Regions from separate parts of the Gossypium hirsutum genome. Here region 1 is linked to region 2. Evidence: chromatin contacts called from public Hi-C data. All regions are on one chromosome and are shown on one strand. The core of a region is the stretch at or near the end of the contact, and the rest is flanking DNA. Distances in the headings are between cores, read along the strand shown. Region 1 holds the start of LOC107887565. Region 2 holds the start of LOC107949952 (serine/arginine-rich splicing factor SR45a).

Region 1 (6,113 bases), core at 1,178-3,677, 260 kb before region 2:
TAAGTTATGAACATTTTAATGATTGTTTTGATTGCTAAATGTCGAATTTACATGTATTTATTCCATTATCTTCTATAGCATCGTGTAGTTTGAGTTCGACAACTGAACCGGGTATAGAGTGTTATAGAAGAGCTGCTACAAGATATTTCGTGAGGACGATGTTCTTTCCTTTGGAGGGCACTCTCTAAGGTTTGGCCTTTACTCCGAGAGAATCTAATTTGCTCTGTGGGAAATGTGGACAATATTCATTGTTGGAAGGATTTGTGAATTTCATATGTGGGACCTTTAATTCATTAGGTTCTGCCTCATTCTAATGTCAATCAAGACTGTTTGCTTAGTGAGATGATTACTGAGAGGGAACTTGGAATTTGAAGCTTTTTCGTATTTAGTTGCTGGAGGAGATTATTAGGCGTATTGTGAGTATTCCCCCACCACACATCTCTGTGGGTTGTGATAGGATTATTTGGCTCAAATTTTAACTGGCTTCTTCTCCCTTAAAAGTGCTTACTAGAGTTTACAGGAAAGATAATAGAGCTTGAGGGACGCGAAATATAATATTCTGTGGAATTTTCAAAGTTCCTAGAGAGTTAGATTCTTCATCAAGCTTGTTTTGAAACAACGCCTACTTATCAATGTGGAGTGAGTCAAGTGAGGTATAAGGCATAATAGTTCTTGTAGACTGTGTGGACATCATTTTGAGGATATCTTACATACCATCAGAGATTGCCCTACAACTAAGGAAATTTGGAAACAGGTTTTGTCAAATGAGTTGTGTGGGGTTTTTTTTGCAGGTAATCTTCATGAATGGGTTAAGTCTAATTTACTTAATCCTTCTAAACTAGCTATGGGCGAGGTTGTTTGGTTGAGCTTATTTGGTTTGATAGCCTGGAGAATATGGAAAAATCAGAACATTTTCATCTTCCATGGGTCTCTTTGAAAAGTAAGTGACATTGTTAAAAATTCATACACCTGGGTAGAACAGTTTGCTTCTTTTCATGGGAAGGATTTGTCTAGACAATAGACACCGAGGCCATTTATTCCTATACCGGAGAATTAGATTAAATTATGCACTGATGGTGCGGTGCAAGATATGTTTGGAATTGCTGCAGCTGGGGGAGTCCTAAGGTATGGAAATGAGGATTGGATTATGGGATATAATAGATTTTTGGGTGAATGTTCCGTCTTTGATGCTGAATTGTAGGTCATTTTCGATGGGTTGGCCCTTATCCAAGATAAACGATTTTAGGGCGTGATGATTCCAAAAGCTAGTTTGGAGGTGGTCAAGGCTATTCAGGATTTCTCTTTGGCAGATTCAAACTCTACCCTCATTAGAAGAATTAATCAACTCTTAGTGAATGTTGGACATTGGGTCATGCAATATATTCCTAGGGAGTTAAACGAAATTGCAAATTGTATGGCTAAATTGGCTTTTGATATAGGACAAAACTTGACGATGTTTGAAAAGACCCCAAAGGAGGCGTTAGCAATCTCTCCTATTGTCAAAACAAGTGTTAGCCTTGCTCAAAAGTCCTCTGTGTAGTTAGTTTGTCTTTAAGTTTGTTTTCTTTTCACAAAAAAAAAAAACATCATATACATATTTTTATTGATTTTTGTTAAAATAAAAGACTAAAGTACTCTTAGTTCATAATTTTTCTAACTGACTTGGTCTGGTTGACTTAATTTTCCTAATCGAATTTGTGTCTGGTTGACTTGTAACACAAACTCAATCAAGAACTAGACTAAAGTACCCTAAAATGATATAATTTAGTTTAATTAAAAAAAGATATTCTCATAATTTTCCTAATCGAATTGGTACTCGAGACATTAACTTAATTAGAGACTTAATTTTTTTGATAAAATGTTGAATGGTTACCATTAATAATACAAGAATAAAAACTAAATGACACATGTCCTAACCTATCAATCACCATTAAAAAGGTAATAGACCCTAATTAATGAGAAAGCTGAAAAGTGAAATATTTCCTAAAGGACTGCCATCGTTAAAAACAAAAAAAAATCCATTTCCTACTACCATAAATTAGAGACTTAATTAAAAGAATAGATATAGACAAACATATTATATATAAATATAGATATAGATGCAAGCATTATAGTACAACGAAGAAATAATAGTATAAAAATAAATAAGTAATTATTAAAGTAATTAAAAATAAAAATGATTCTGTTAAATAGATTTCAATTGTGTTGGGAAGGTGTATATTTTAGAACCAACACCTATTTAACTCTTCTAATGTATAATTTAAAGATTTAATTATTTTTCAAATGAAGTGAAGTTTTAATTAATTCAATTAAAAATTATATCTACGTATTTTCATTGCTAAAAGCCAAAAAGTGAACAAAACCAATTTAACTAGGGCTTTTATTCTTGGATAACCCCTTACCCTGCTTTTATTAAAAAGAAACGGGTGACACTCAAAATATTACAGGTAGGTTGAGTAAAATATTACCGATAATGATGCGATATTAACTGTCAGTTCTTCGTATACCTGTTTTCTATTTTGTCCTATATTGTCCCCATGAATCCAGGGAAGAAGAGAAAAAGAAATGGCAGAGAAAGCCCTAAATTGAAGGATCTAAGAAAGCTATCCACCAAAAAGAAGTTTTCTAAAAAAAAAAAACAAATCGAAAACCCCATGTCCAAAACCACTCCCTCACCCCCCCCTATTTTACTTCTTCCTGTTTTTTGCTAAAAAAAGAGAGAATTCTATTATGTTTGAAATGCATGTTTTAGCTGAAATCTTTAGTCATTTCCTTGATGTTTACTACGTATAATGGATTATTAGCACCCAATTTGTTTGTTTCTCTTATTGCTTTGTTTCTGAAGATAAATTAATATATATATTTTTTAAAAAAATGAGTATTGATGCAAAGGGTATCCAACTTTTTGTCTGGAGAATTATTAGATTTTCTGGAATTTGTTGCTATAAATTTGGACGAAAATACCCAGATGTTTCAGGGTTTTTGATCTTTGTTTTCCTTTTGTACATATTTTTCCCTCATGTTTTCTTGAATTTTATGTACATTTCCCCTATTATTGTCTGCACTGCTGTTTTTATCCGATTTTATTTCAAAACCAAGTATGCTGCATCCCGATGGCTAAAGAAAAAAGAGATTGCAGATGGAAAAGTTGTAAATACATCAAACGAGGCTTCATTGCGACTCCAGAAAAGTGTTCGACGAAATGCTCGAAAGGAAGTGCTAGAATGGGATGGAAAACATAGTGAGGAAAAAGACATGCTTTTTGTGAGAAGTACTTGTGATAGTCCGTCTAGTAAAACTAATTTCTTGGAAGAAAATTCCAAGGTTACCTTCGATAGGGTAGGAAGTTCTAGCAGTGAACATGGAGAGGGTTCCCCCCATGACGAAACTGGAAATCCGAATTTGGTCTTTGATAGTGAGACATCGAAACCTCATCGGGTGTTGGATGATAGCTTTCAAGGGTCATCAGGAACAGGTCCTCGTGCTCGTGCTCGTGCTCGTGGTGTCAACAGCTTGGAAGAAGCGAATGATGCTGGGAATAAGGCTACGAATCGTATGGATCTTGGGTTAACTGAGTTGGAAAGAAACAAAAGGCTGCAAAGTTTAATTGCCAAACGTAGAGCAAAAAAGTTGTTTAGAATGGCAATTGAGAAAAGCCTGATGGGTATCAATGGTATTCCTCCTTCTCAAATAGCTCCCATTCTAACCGCTAAAATCAACAATGGTGAGTTTTCAAGTCATCTTGATGAAGACGATTTACCGATGCCTGGTTCAGCCCCTTCCTTATTGTTGCCTAAACAGAATTCATTTGACCTTCCTTATGATCCACTTGAAGAAAAACCCAACCTTATGGCCGATAGTTTCCAACAAGAATTCATGCCAGCCAATCTCTTCTGCAGACACGAAAGCTTCCGTCAAGGACCTTTGTTTACATTTCCATCTTCTCAATATCCATATGGTGCCGAGTTTAACACGTATTATAGCGGTGAGAAAAGGCTTTTTGAATGGAAGCCAGGTAAGATCAAGTTAATAAATATATTTTTCATTGTTGAGATCTTTCTTTTATTTGGTTTTTCTGTTTAACGGATAGGCTGTAGAATTGATTGTTTCAAAGCTTTGAGGTACATAATCAAATGATTTAAGTCATTATTCTGTGGATAACAATTGTGAAGAAAGAATTTCCACAAGGCCCTGCCTAAAACTGTGTCCAAAAAGAGTACTTAAGAAAAACTTTTTAGACTAGAGGCAAGGGGGACAAACATATTCCAGAAAATAATTTGATCATCCTATTGAACTCCATAGCCATCAAACCTTTAATATCTGTCAGTATGTAGTTATTGAATCAATGGAATTACTTCAAATTTGGTATAGAAGTTTCTTTTCCCTTTTTAAAGTCTGCTGTTATCTAATGGAATAATTTTAACATTTTACCTTTTCATCAGACAAAGGAGGTCACCACCAGCTTAGTTCCTCTGGTATAGAAAATGATATTGATCTTGTTGAGGTAGAAGAATCAAATCACAATGAGGCGATAAACTTATCCGAAGAAAAATATATAGAAATCCCACACAATAGGACCGAAGTAGAAGGGGAGAAGATGGAACACCCTCATGATCTGGAGCCAGGATTAGATAGTGGAAGTGAAGTCAGAATGGAGACAGATTCAATTAAAAACAACAATTCCTGTGACTCATCTTCATCCGAAAACACAGAAGCTATCTTAGATCAAACAAGTAAATCTCCTGGGTTACGCAATGATCATGTGCAAAGGGCCCTTAAACTTGCAATTCCTCCTAAGGGGAGAGCTATTAATAGACTTTCCTTTGATTCCAGCCCGTCGCCATCTGAAAGGCGTAGGATAGACATTCATTCATTTTACAGTACATATAGGCGACAGTGCCATACCCCAACGTTTTCCATAGCTTCTGACTTGCAAGTTGAGGTCTCAGAAGTTGGTTCACCTCCATTAACAACTGAAGGAACAACTTCACCTGCTGATGGTGATTCAGTTATATATGATGGGGATGTTGAAAGGGATATCAATTCCGAAAGTGAAGAACCGTGGGCAGGTTCATTTAACCTATCAAGAGAAGAGGCAAATCGAGAAAGACTAAGAGAATTAGATGATATTATTGAAGAGGAATCTGCTGAAGTGGCTTCAATCTCTCCATCCGAACATGAAACCAAGCAAAATTTGAATAGCAAAATTTCACTATCTTCAATAGTAATAACTGAGAATGGTGCATCCCCTCCAACATATATAAACTCTGAAACTCATCAAGATTCCAGCAACTGCAGGCATGGCAGTTTACAAACATTTTATGAGAGTAAAAGTACCATGGAATCTGAAAAGGAAGTAAAGGAAAGCCATCCTTCAAATTTTATTGAAGAAGATACTCAAACCTTAACTAAGCATAAAGCTAGGGATGCACGAAAGGCAGTTCGAAGCAGAGACAAATTAAAATCTGCTCCAGATATCATAGTTGATCAAAATGTTTCAGAGAACAATATATTGGAACAAAGATTACGTGAATCTATTGCAAGGGCTCTAAATCGAAGATTGATGCTTGACCAATTTTCTGTCAGCTCATCTTCATCTCCAAGGTCTGTATTACCACAAAATATCTTGGCAGATCAAATGCCTATATCAGAAGTTGCACAACGAATACAACGAAATCTATCACAGTCTGTTAGGGAAGATATAGTGAGGCACAATTTAGCATATGAACAAGCACATGAAAGCTTTACTTCTAACAGGCCCCGATTTTCTCATGAATTTGTTTGGAGTTCAATGAATCGCTCATTCAGTAGTTGCAGTCTTGGAACATTGGAGGTCAGTATGAGAGTATCAACATTCAATCTTCGTCTTTTCATACATTAGACAAATCTTGAAATCATATATAATGTTTGAGGCTTATGAATTCAAGTATATAAACATGGTCCTTCACTTTTAAGTACCTTTTCCATTTTCTTTTATGCCTACAACCCCCATTCTTGGCCCTTGGCCCTCGCCCCATGCGTGTGTTTGTGGTAATCATAAAGAACTTCCAGCTTGTAAAGAGCTATCAAAACCATCCAGAAAAATATTCCTGGTTCTACTGAGTATCTTGAAG
Region 2 (6,369 bases), core at 2,499-4,998:
GAACTTAAAAATTAGACTTGAGATCGTAAATAGGGCTCAGGAGCCCAAAATCGAACCAAGACCCAAAAAATTGGTTAAATTGAACTCGATATGTGAAACCGAGCTGATGGTCCAACCGGTGGCTAGACCGAAACGGTTGGGTCGTCATTGACCTAGATCGAATCCGCTCGAGATACCGTAAGGGTGTCACACATGCACCACTAGACACAACGGTGCTGGTGGCAGCAACGACAACATCTCAGTGGCCGACAACGATTGATTATTAGTGGTTGAGTAATGAAAGAGTTACTCTTACTTGGACCAAAGAATTTGATTTCAAATTAACTATTTTAAAAATAATATTATTTTAATAATTTAATATTTAATTTAATTTAATATTTATCTTGATAAATATTATATTAATTTAATATTAAAGTAATTAAATTTAATCATAGTTAAAAATCTTAACTTTCAAGTAAAATGTTTAGTTTAAAACAATTCATCTTTTACTTTTACAATTTCTCCCGTTAAATCAAGAAGGAACTTTGATTTCTTTGTTCTTTCCCCTAAATTCGAATAAAACCAAAATTTCTAGTCAACTTAGCATGTGCTTATTATTTAAAAATTTATACACATAATAATTTTTATATAATTGACTTCTACTCAATACTACCTCATAGCTACATTTCCTTTTTTCAATAAATAAATATATTTTGCAGGAAATATTATTTTACTAATTTATTCGTAAACTTCAAAAATTCATAGAAAAAAATAAATTTGTATGCTAATAATGTTTAAAATTATTTGAATTAAGTAATCATACATTTCATCAAATCAAAAAAAGTTAAATTCCCACATCCAAAGTCCAAACAGGCAACTCAAAAATGAGCGACAGTTAACAAAGTCGAGCAAATTTGTAGTCATATTTAATTAAACCACTACTTAAGTTCACAAACCAATTATTTATAAGGTTCTATTGAAACTACAAGGACAACATCATTCATCAAAATATACATCAACTAAAGCACTACCCTTCACGATGAAGAATCAGACCTGGGCGTCGCTGATCTTGAAAACGATCTGGATGACGGGCTTGCACTTCTACTTCTAGAGTGGCTGTGAGGGGTAGTTTTCTTACGTGGTGTAATGCTCCCCCTTGACCTCCTCTCTACAGGTGATGCACTGCGCGAGTAACTCCGTCTTGAGCTGCTCCTTTGCTTGGGGCTCAAACTACGTGAGAAGCTCCTCCTAGAACTTTTCCTTGACCGAGATGGTGTAGCACTTCCAGAAGCAGAGCGGTAACGATAACTTCTACAGTCAGTTGAATCATAGGACCGGTCATGTCTTCTATAGTATCGATCATCAGGTGAGTAGGAACAGTCCCGCCTTCTGTAGTATCGATCGTCAGGTGAGTAGGAACGATCCCGCCTTCTATAGTATCGTTCATCAGGTGTATAAGAACGGTCCCGCCTTCTATAGTATCCATCATCAGGTGAGTAGGAACGGTTCCACCTGCGGTAGTAACAGTCCTTGGGAGTGTAAGATCTATCACGCCTTCTGTAATATCGATCATCAGGAGAGTAGGAACGGTCCCATCTTCTATAGTAGCAGTCTTCTGACGATCCACTGTAAGGGGAGGGAGAACGGGAGTACGACCTGTGCCGAGGGGAGTAAGATCTACTCCTACCCTTGCCAGATGAATAACGAGGAGACCGACTCTGACTTCTTGAATAAGAAGAATAACTTGGAGATCGACGAGGTGAGTTGCTTCGAGATCGATGACGAGCTGGATGCAGATGGGAAAATTAAAAACATAATCAAGCATACTCGAAAATTTTAAATAATCCTGACAACAAGAATGCTCATCAACTACAAAACATACCACGAGAAGTTCTCAACCCCAAATATCTTCCTGGAGTAGGAGTTCTCCCCCTCCGCCTCTTGGCCTGCAGTAAACACAAACTCAAAGCATGAGAAAGTGAAATTAAAAGAAGTTCACAAATAATATATGATAGATGAGAGTATAGCTGTTTTTCACTTTTTCTCGGAAAAGATTCTATAAATTTGAATCAACATGCAGAATAACTGAAACAGGACATAACAGTTAAATAAAGAGAGAAATTCAGGGCATACAACCCTAACAGTCTGACTGTTGTTGTTGTGTTTGAATTGTTTGTTTAGATGTAAGACTTTTGGAGTTTGGTGAAGAGCTGCAACACACAGCTAACCTGCTGCCACAAAAGCTTCAAGTGGAAAGAAGCAAACAACTTTCAAACTATAATAACTGCCCGTCCATAATTCTTATACGAATTAAGCAAGGATCAATTACTACAATCATAGCAGCTACTGATCAAGATAAACCGAATTATGGATCTTTTACCTTCTCCACTGTAATGACACGTCCTTCAAGAACAGAGCGGTTCAAATACTTAATGCAACGTTCAGCTTCTTCTATAGTCGACATTGTAACGAATCCAAAGCCACGAGATTCCCTTGTCCACGGATCAACCACAAGATGAACATCAACCACCTATACATTAAGTTCCCCATTGTAAGAACTTTGAAAGCACATACAGATATTGCTTAACCATACAGAAATTTTATACTCAAATTCAAACATAACAATAGACATGCAAAGTTATACTCAACCATACCTTTCCCTCACTGGAAAAATGCTTCTCCAGCTCTCTCTTGGTGATCCGATGTGACAAGCCTGTCACATACAAATTGTTCCCAGGATTTTCAACACTCCTACCAATAAAAAAACAAATGGGAAAATTAGGTATAAAATAATTGAGACAAAAAATAAAACCAATAAGCAGCAGCAAAGCAGAACAAGATGACTAAACAATACCTTGAGCGACTCCTTGACCTTGACAAAGATCTCGAGACAGACCTCCTGTACCTCTTGTATGGGGAAGGAGAAGGAGAATAGCTTGACCTCCTAGAGTAGGACATCTGACAATATGAACACAATACACATCTCAGTACTTACTTAATTCACAAACAGTAACTTTTCAGTTACAGCCTCTCTTTTATAATATAAATACATAATTTATTCATACTTAGAAGCATTTACACTAAGAAGAAACCCATTTTCTTAACTCAAAATAACAAAATTCCCCACGTTCTGAAATAGTTCTTCATAATCAGATCTTCAAATCAATCTTTCTATAACCGATTGGTTAGAATTTTAAACGCTCAATTTCCTTTAATTTCACCTACCAGGTTAAATTAGAAAAGTACCAACATATAAAACAATCAGAATTGAAATATAATGAATATGCTATATAAAATTAGGCCTTCTAATGCAGCAACGGATCATAAATCAACATAATTGTTGCTACATATTATATAAACGTTCAACTTTTTTTTTTAAATTTAGTTCTTTAGAAAACAAAGATTCAAATTAACTTTCAATACAGCAAAGTAATCGAAAATATTTTAATTTGATCACAGACCTATCTCTCTTATCAGAAAACGAGGGCGAACTCAAATTCAAAATCAACAAACAAATAATTTAAAAAAAAAATCCCCTACCAAGACTTACATATAAATTATGAAAACAGCGTATAAAAAATGAAAAAATTAATTGGAAGGATAAGTTACCTTAAACAAATGAACAGTTAAAGGTAGAGGATGGAGTGTTTTAGATCTATCGTATTCTTTTCTTAATAGCGAGGGTTTCTTACGTTACGCAGCGAAAGATGTAGAAGACATTGAAGAAAGGCTGGTAAAGCATTTTATATATAGGAACGAGGTTCTGAAGTTTCTAGAGAAGCGGACGTGAGGAGTGCATTAAAATTCGGTTGAATCCTTCCCGTTTAAGGTCCGTGGGCCTTTTGGTCACTGCATAGCGTCTGTTTTAACGTTTCGGGTTAGGGCCGTTGCCCGTTAGGCACTTAGGCTCTAGAGACTAGATGATAGGACTCTGAAAAAATCCATCAAGAAATTGAACCGAATCGATAATTTGGTTTGAGTTTTTTATAGTTTAACTCGGTTTTAGTTAGATAATATCATTAAATTATATAATTTGATTTGATTTCAATTTATTATATTAGACATTGAAAAGTTAAAAAAAAATTAATTTAAAAAAATAATATTTTTTAACATATAAACTCATTTAAAACCCAAAACAAAAAGATTTTTTTAATTCTAAATATAACTTTTATTACACTTTTACATATTCTATAATTAAATAAAAAATAAACCCTAAATCTAATTTTAATCTCATCCTCTCACAATTTCATTGCCTATTTATTATTGTTGTTGTTAAAACTTTCAAAAATTCAAGTCTTCATATATTTTTTACTTATTATGTATTATGTTCTTTTTAGTATTATCATCGTAGTTAAAACTTTTATAATTTTGGTTATTATTATTAACATTTTCAAGTTAGGTGCTTTTTTGCTATTATTATGCCTTGTTTGGTTACTAGTGTCATATGAGAAAAAAAATTTTATTTATTAAGTATGTGTTACAATAGTTACATATAAAATAAAAAATAGTTAGTACAAGTTAATCTTGAAATTCTAAGTATAGTAATAACTTTTATACAAAATAGGATTTCTTCAAAATAAGTGAATAAATTTTCTTCTCTTTACTGAAAATAAGTTATGAGAGTAGCTATATATTATTAATAAAATTAGTTTATTAAAAATAAAAATAATGTTTAAGAAACATAAAACAAAAATAATTTTATCTGATTAAGGTTGAAAAGTCGTAAAGGTTGAAAAGTCGTAATGCAAAGACACTATCTTGGATGGAACAAGTGCGCCCATTCTTTGAGAATCCATGGAGGGGTAAAAGGCTCTCTCTTGCTGAAGTGGGGGTGGGATATTGAAGTAGTGCATTGGTTGTGGTTGACTGCCAGATGGTTGAAACTGGTTCTGCTGCTGGGATATAAGTGCTCGTGGTAACATTCCGTTATGAGCTACAGCTGCTGGCTGCTTTGCTCCTTCCGAAGTTCTGACTCAAGTTTTGGAGCTTCTGGTTTACCCCACATAAGCTTCAGCCTCAAACCCTTAATAACCAGCTTATTGGAGAGCTCTTCTGCAACCTTCTCTGCACCTTCTCGGGTTGTATAGGTCACAAATTAAATGCACATGCTTTGTTAATAACCATCTTTATGGACTCGATTTCACCATGGGCAAAGTTGTCTCTTAAATCCTTCTCATTGATCCTTTTATCAAGCCCACCCACGTACAGGGTTCTTATGCTTTCATCCTAGGGAGGTTCCAAAGAAGGTGTCGAAACTTTTTTTTTAAATCGACTTTTTATTTTAAAATAAAAATAGAAGTCACCACCAATCACTTTTAAGAGGTGTAATCGGGTCACCTTATAATTTGATTGTTTTAATAAGAGATTTAATTTATTAAAACAATATTTTTCAGTATACAAAAATCTAGAAAATGGGTTTGGGAATCGGTTACACACAAGGAAGAATTAACATTCTCGTTACGCCTAAAATTGGTACCTAATTGATTACTTGTTGTCTTTTGTGTCGAAAAATAAAAAATTGAAGATTCAAATATGATCCCTCTTTGCATGTTTTTAAATTTAAATCACTTAATTAAATCAAAACTTATATAAGAAGCCTTCTTATTTCGAGATAACGAAAAAGGTCATGTCCCGTAAGTTAGGTCACGACATCTCAAATTCTCTAAAATAAAATTGTCCCCTATTCAATTATTGTTTAAATCTCATGTGTTTTTAGTTTTAAAAGGATCTTCGGTTATTTAGGTTCAAAGAGAAAATCAAACTCCGTACGTTAGGGCTGATTTCTCGAATCTCTAAATAAAAACGTTGCCTTGGTTTTGAAATACTCCTTTTTTCGCATTGAGTAAAAAATTTAATATGACATTTAAAGTAATGTATATTTAGTTTATTCCGGTACAATACAAAACGAGCAAATGTGCCTAAATATAATGTATGGTTTAGTGATAATGAAATAATATAAAATGGCTAGGTGGGTAGAAAATTAGAATGATAAATATTAAGTAAATAAAGGAATACTATAATAATAATAACATAATAATAATATTATTATTATTATAATAAATAAGGTAAATTAAAATAAAAATGGAAAATGCAGGATTAAAAAGATAAATAAACATGACATAAAAATGTCGAAAATAATAAAAGAAATAATAAAATAATGAGAGAATAAATAAAAATAAAATAATAACGACAATAATAATAATAATACACAAATAAAAGAGCATAAACAATCTAATATTTAAGTGTAAAAAGAAAATAAAAAGAAAATAAATAAATAAATGCTCGATGAAAAGAAAATAAAAAAATTCAAATATAACAAAAAGTAAAGGAAGGATAAATAACCAAATAAGTAAATAAATAAATAAAAGAATTAAAATTAGTAAAGCACTT

The links. A called contact is a pair of places that touch in the nucleus more often than the background predicts.
Region 1: a Hi-C map of leaf shows a contact between it and region 2, with 2.3 times the contacts expected there. The contact joins the promoter of LOC107887565 here to the promoter of LOC107949952 in region 2. A contact is called at or near these places in 2 of 34 Hi-C or Micro-C datasets (both in leaf).

The regions. Positions count from the first base shown.
Region 1 is chrA03:10,591,243-10,597,355 of Gossypium_hirsutum_v2.1, reverse strand. It overlaps LOC107887565, which reads left to right and starts at 2,427. Exons shown (of 6, transcript XM_041108307.1): 1 at 2,427-4,015; 2 at 4,443-5,833. The coding sequence starts at 2,875.
Region 2 is chrA03:10,332,764-10,339,132 of Gossypium_hirsutum_v2.1, reverse strand. LOC107949952 (serine/arginine-rich splicing factor SR45a) reads right to left here and starts at 3,748. Exons shown (of 6, transcript XM_041108269.1): 1 at 3,589-3,748; 2 at 2,834-2,937; 3 at 2,634-2,730; 4 at 2,360-2,509; 5 at 1,862-1,925; 6 at 884-1,765. The coding sequence starts at 2,937. The coding sequence ends at 1,014.